Regions from separate parts of the Triticum aestivum genome. Here region 1 is linked to region 2. A link is a contact called in public Hi-C data. All regions are on one chromosome and are shown on one strand. The core of a region is the stretch at or near the end of the contact, and the rest is flanking DNA. Distances in the headings are between cores, read along the strand shown. Region 1 holds the start of LOC123097804 (protein disulfide isomerase-like 5-1). Region 2 holds the start of LOC123097802.

Region 1 (2,746 bases), core at 218-2,717, 170 kb after region 2:
TGGCTGGGGAAAAACGAACCCCAGGGGCCGATCTAGCGTTGGCTCGCCCCCAGGCCGCTCTTTTTCGGCGCCCTGGGGGGCCGAACGGCTGGAGATGCTCTAAGGCATGTGCACGCATCTTCGTTGTGTGTGATGTTTTAGGTCCTTGGGTCATGCATCGTCTCATTAGCATGATTGCTTTTCCCTTTTTGGTATTGAGTCTCTAAGACATTGTGGTTTCTGATATATAGAAATCGGAGGGATCGCTCTCTTTTTCAGAAAAAAATGAGAGGCCAATTTTCCGACGGCTCCCATCTGCCAACGACCACTTGATCGTCGATGGTGAGTAGGGTCGTCGGATCTCGCATGTGTGGATCAGCTAGCTTTAGGTTTTAAGGCTCTAGTAACTTAGGTTTTGCGTCGTTCGACGTCTTGACTTAGGCGACGGCGACGACGCGGAATAAAGAAGCTTCAATTTTTTTTCAACGAGGCGATCAACTCTATTGTCGGTGATGGTTTTGAGAACTAGCATGTCCAAGTGGAGATGTCGTGGCGGCGGCGACATTCTTGTGGTGAACTTGTGTCCTCGAGCTTCGCATTGCGACAACATCTGCTCCAGCACCAACGTGAAGCTTGGGACACCGTCAAGGAGCGGAAGCTGATGGTGGTATGCATCAACGACATCTGGAAGACGGATCGTGTGCTTCCTTCGGGGTTGGTGGCTGGCGGTATGGTTTCCTCCTCCGACGTCTTAGTCCCAGATCTGGAGTTTGATGGCGTATCCGGGATGTTGCCCTGGTCTGATTCATTCAAAGTCAATGGCTTCGCTAGGTGGTCCACGGACCTGATTGTAATTTTTATTACATTCGGTGATCTTTGTACTGTCATGATTGAAAATGAATAGATTGAACGTTTCTTGAAAAAATGTCCTTGCCTTTCGTGAGCCATCTTGAAGATCTGTAAACGTGCATATCATAAATAGAGTCACATCGAGCTCGGATGAGGAGGTGATCCGTCATTTTTTTCATTTGGGGCCTGCTCAGGAAGTGCCAGAGGCAGGTGAAGTGTGTTGATGCCAAGCTCAGGAGATTCTTCGGTCTTGATTGTAATTTTTTTCTTGACTGATGTTCGTTTGTGCAAAAGCTAGCTATCTAATGTTATTAACGTGACTTGTAATATGATCTTTATGATATAATTTTGTTTAGAAATATATTTATGATATAAATGAGACACGTATTATCATGATAAGTTTTTTGACAACAGTAGACCCTTTTTTCTCCGAGCAAATAAAGCCGATGAATAATATGAACGCCGAGGGAGGCGAGCACTGTGGCTGACAGCCTATGGCAAAGCAAGAAGGCGACGACAGTGGCCCACGTCCGGTCGGAGGCCCAGGTTCCACATGCTTTCTTCCTTTTTTTTTCTTTTTTGAGGTCAGGGCTATGCTTAAACCCGTGTCATCGTCTATCCTAGCCCGACCCGGCCCGGACCGGCCCAGTGAAATACTACATCGACCCACCCCGGCTAGCGTATCCGCCTTCTCCTTGTCTCCCCGTCGTCGCCGTGGCCGTCCTCCGATCGAGCCATGGATCCGGCTCTTCGGCGCCGCTCCCGCCTCCCTATCCACCTCCTGCTGGTGGCCGTCACTTTACTCGCCGCCCTGGCCGCGCGATCCGACGCGGAGGTCATCACCCTCACCGAAGAGACCTTCTCCGACAAGGTACCGACTGCTTTCCCCTTCTCGTGTCTCCACCCTCTTCCACCTCCTCATCGAGATGTAATAGTAGTAGTACTCTAAGGCACGCCGCAGACCCAAGAACAGCTGATTCTTCGACTTATCACTTGGCTACGCTGGGATGCAGTGTAGCAGGCGGTGTGCTTAGTTACTGACATGTAGCCGTTTCCCAGATTTGCTACTGATTCCAGCATGATTTCTTAATAATAAACCGATAGATCATTATTCTTGGTGTATTAATTGTTCCAATCATGGAAGGTTCGGTGTTTAGATGCGGCGCGCCATCTGAACTCCTGTTTTGGTTCGAGTTACTTCGCTGCAATGCTTGTGCACAGCCGTTGCTTAAGCCAGTTTGGATTTTTTTTCTCTTGTGTCTAGATAAAGGAGAAGGACACAGTATGGTTTGTGCAATTCTGCGTCCCTTGGTGTAAGCACTGGTAAGCTCTACATGCCGTAGCGGTGACATGGATATATCAACTACAATGCGAGTTTTGACCGCTTGCTGCTAAACAAGGATGCCTTCTACATTTACACAGCAAGAGCCTAGGAACTCTTTGGGAGGACCTCGGAAAGGTTATCGAAGGTACGGATGAAATTGAGATCGGAGAAGTTGATTGCGGTGCAAGCAAACCAGTCTGCTCAAAGGTGGACATTCATTCATACCCAACATTCAAGGTGTTCTATGATGGCGAAGAAGTTGCAAAATATAAAGGTAATCCCTCTCACATCTTACTTTTGTTTGACAAGGACAACATAAACTAGATACTACTACCATGAAAACCATGTTGGAATCTATTGCATGTGGTTCAATACTCTTGGAATGGCGATAGATTTTAGAAACCAAAACCACGCTGTTGACTTGTATTGTGAGAGTAGGGCATGACTCTTAAAAGATTAAAACCTCTGAACTTGAACCAAAAGGTTGGAAAAGATTACATTTTAGGCGCGATTTTCGTATATAGCAGGATCCGCTAATGCGGAAAATTTAGAATTTCTTTTTTGGACCAGCCATGACTTGGATGTTACTGATAT
Region 2 (2,892 bases), core at 192-2,691:
TAGAATTAGCAATAGAACCCGAAGTAAGCAGCTAGGCTCACACAATAGTAAAACAATTGACTGCCCGTAACATTATTCATTAGGTTGACTTGGCAAATGTAACAGAATTTTAAAAGAGACCATGGTGACTTTCATATTTAGGACCCCGATAAATCCCGAACGTTCGGATTTTAATCATATCACCTGAAACGTTTTTTCATGGCAACTTTAGTTGACGCAAGGCGGCAGCTTTAGTTGTTAAAACACAGCAACTTTGTCCAAGTTCGTTTTTTTTAAAAGAAAATTGCCATGTTTGCCAACCTCGCGTGAGCTAAAGTTGCCATGAAAAACGTTCGGGTTGCCATGCTTAAACTCCGAACGTTCGGGATTTATCATTTCCGTATATTTATAATTTTTAGAGAAACAACGGAAGCTCATTCACTAATCATTTAAGAGAGCATTAATAATTGTCCGGTACGAATTGGAGAGGAAGACTGGCACAGGACCAACCCAAAGTCCTCCTATACTCAGGACTAGACTGTTTGGCACACAAGTGTTGCAGCACCCACCCATGGTGTACTGCTTTGCTTTTTACCTCGTCAACAAATGTTTGCCCAAGCACACTAGGTAGTAGGCATGGATCCCACATTGGAACCCTTTTCTCGTCAACATTCGGAAAAACAAAAGCCGGTAGAGAACGAGTGGGACTGATTCTGTAATCCGAAGCAAACCCTCGCCAAAAAAAGCAGCACAGCACTCTAGTTCGAACCCCCAGAGTTACTAGTCAGTTAGATCCATCCCCTCAAACCAGGGGAAATACTGCGCATAACGCGCACATCATGATGCGCGAGGACACAGCACGCGCTACACGCTCGGCCGGAGGTAGAGAGAGACGTGCACGCGAGGTAGAGAAGAGCGGCGGATGAGAGATCAGCGGCGGTTACCGAGGAGCGCGACGAATGCGACGGCGGCAACGACGACCCAGCACCTGACGGGGTCGCGGTCCTCGGGGAGGTACTCGTTCATGAAGCTGAGGCGCTTGCCCGCGGCCGCCGCCGGCCGCCGCAGCCGCCGCGCGAGCTCGCTGTCCTCGGCGCCGGCGAGGCTCTGCGCGGCGACGTCCCACACCCCGAGGCCCAGCTCCCGCAGCATCTCCGCCGTGGACTCGGCGAAGCCCCTCGCCTGCTGCGCCCACCCCTCCTCCACCTTCCCCTCCTCCTCCTCCCCGTACCAGCCGCCCCCGACCGCCGCCGCCGAATTGGGCGCCGGCGCCGCGCCCCCGGCCACGGCAGGGAGGCGCACGCCCGTGTCGCCGACGAGCGTGGCCAGCTCCTCGTGCCACGTCATCGTCGCCGCCGCCGCCATCTCGCCGCCACGGCGCCGATCACTGCCTCCCCTCGTGTGCGTTTGGTGGGTGTAACTGCGCAGCGCAGCGAGGAGTGGCGAGTGAATGGAGAGGAGACGGGGTTGAAATTGAAATGGAGGCGAAACTGGGAACTGTAGGACTAGCAGCGCTGGTGGGTTGGGTCCCACCGGCGTGCTTGGGTGGTTTGGTTTGCCTGGTTGGTTGTTCTGGGGTTGCTTTCGCCTCCGCGGGCGTCCGCGGATCTGCGCCGTAGGGTGCGAGGATCCGACGGCGAACGATGTTAATGAGCGGTTCGATTGGCGCGGAATGGCGTATGGGCACCCCGTCATTCGCACCGCAAAATGCATGCTAACGTCCGTTTTCATTTACTTCGTATATTAGATTTGTCTTGAGTCAAACTTTTTAAATTTTGACCAATTTTATACAAAACATTATTAATATCCACAATACAAAATCAATTCATTAGAATCATCTTTCAATATATTTGCATACCATGTATATTTGTTTTTTAACTTCATACCATATATATATATATATATATATATTATTGTGAAATTTAGAAGAAAAAAATTGGATAAATTTGGTCAAACTTTATAAATTCTGATTTACGTCAAAGCTAATATGTGAAGTAAATAAAAACGGAGGGGCACGTGATTCTGCTGAGGGTTCTTAGACCCAATAGCCAAGTTTTTCTTTCTCCTCTCGCAAGGTGACTAGGGAAAGTCTTCTTCCCTTCGATCTCCGGCAACGAGCCCGTGGATTCGCCGATGACAGTGAGAGTATTCCTAGTGCCTCGGCTTAGATAGGTAGAGTTTTAATTCTCACAAGGGCGGCGCTCGGACGGATGTCGGCGCTTCTTCTTCAAGTCAGCCTTTCAGGCTCCAATCCTCCTCAAGTTCGTTCATCGGAATGGATTAGACGGAGCTCCGGTCTAGATTCCTGCCAGCTCCTCGGAGCGGCGAGGTTAGGGTTTCTCATTGTGCGTATGCAACGGCGAGATTTGGTGTCAGATTCTTCAGATCGATTCAAGGATTCAAATGGCGATGATTGCGGCTACCCAACTCTGGTCCTTAGGGGCACGTGCACGAAGGCTTTCCGACTGTCATCGTCAAGGTCAGGCCGGCTCCGGTATGGGAGTGGCGACAGCGGCGCGTCGGCGGCTTGTTCTGGTGGCGAAAATGGCCATCCGGTTGTCCATGGACCTTGATGTAATCTTTATTATGTTTGGGGTGTTTTGTACTTTCGATGAATCTTTATAATAGGTATGATATTTTCGCAAAAAAACGGAAGAAGTACGATAGGTAGAGGGGATTCATTTTGTTCGGCGGTTATTATTTTTTTTACAGAAAAAATGATTTGATCATCAAACATCATGCTAGTACAAAGAACATCAGAAGTAACCAAAAGATGCATCCATGTACATAGCCCACCTAGCGATGATTATAATCACCGGAGCGAGTCGAAGGTGCACCACCGTCCCTCACCCGAGTCGGGCAAACCTTGTTATAATAGACAACCGAGAAGTAATTGGGCTAGCGCACCAGAGC

Evidence for each region. Hi-C and Micro-C count contacts between places; a contact is called where the count stands out from the background.
Region 1: a contact with region 2 is called in a Hi-C map of leaf, with 8 times the contacts expected there. The contact joins the promoter of LOC123097804 here to the promoter of LOC123097802 in region 2. A contact is called at or near these places in 3 of 5 Hi-C or Micro-C datasets (all in leaf) and 1 of 1 datasets of contacts at active chromatin or transcription factors (leaf).

What each region holds. Positions count from the first base shown.
Region 1 is chr4D:341,784,228-341,786,973 of IWGSC CS RefSeq v2.1, forward strand. It overlaps LOC123097804 (protein disulfide isomerase-like 5-1), which reads left to right and starts at 1,468. Exons shown (of 4, transcript XM_044519632.1): 1 at 1,468-1,699; 2 at 2,093-2,151; 3 at 2,251-2,426. The coding sequence starts at 1,565.
Region 2 is chr4D:341,617,319-341,620,210 of IWGSC CS RefSeq v2.1, forward strand. It overlaps LOC123097802, which reads right to left and starts at 1,442. Exons shown (of 6, transcript XM_044519629.1): 1 at 924-1,442. The coding sequence starts at 1,344.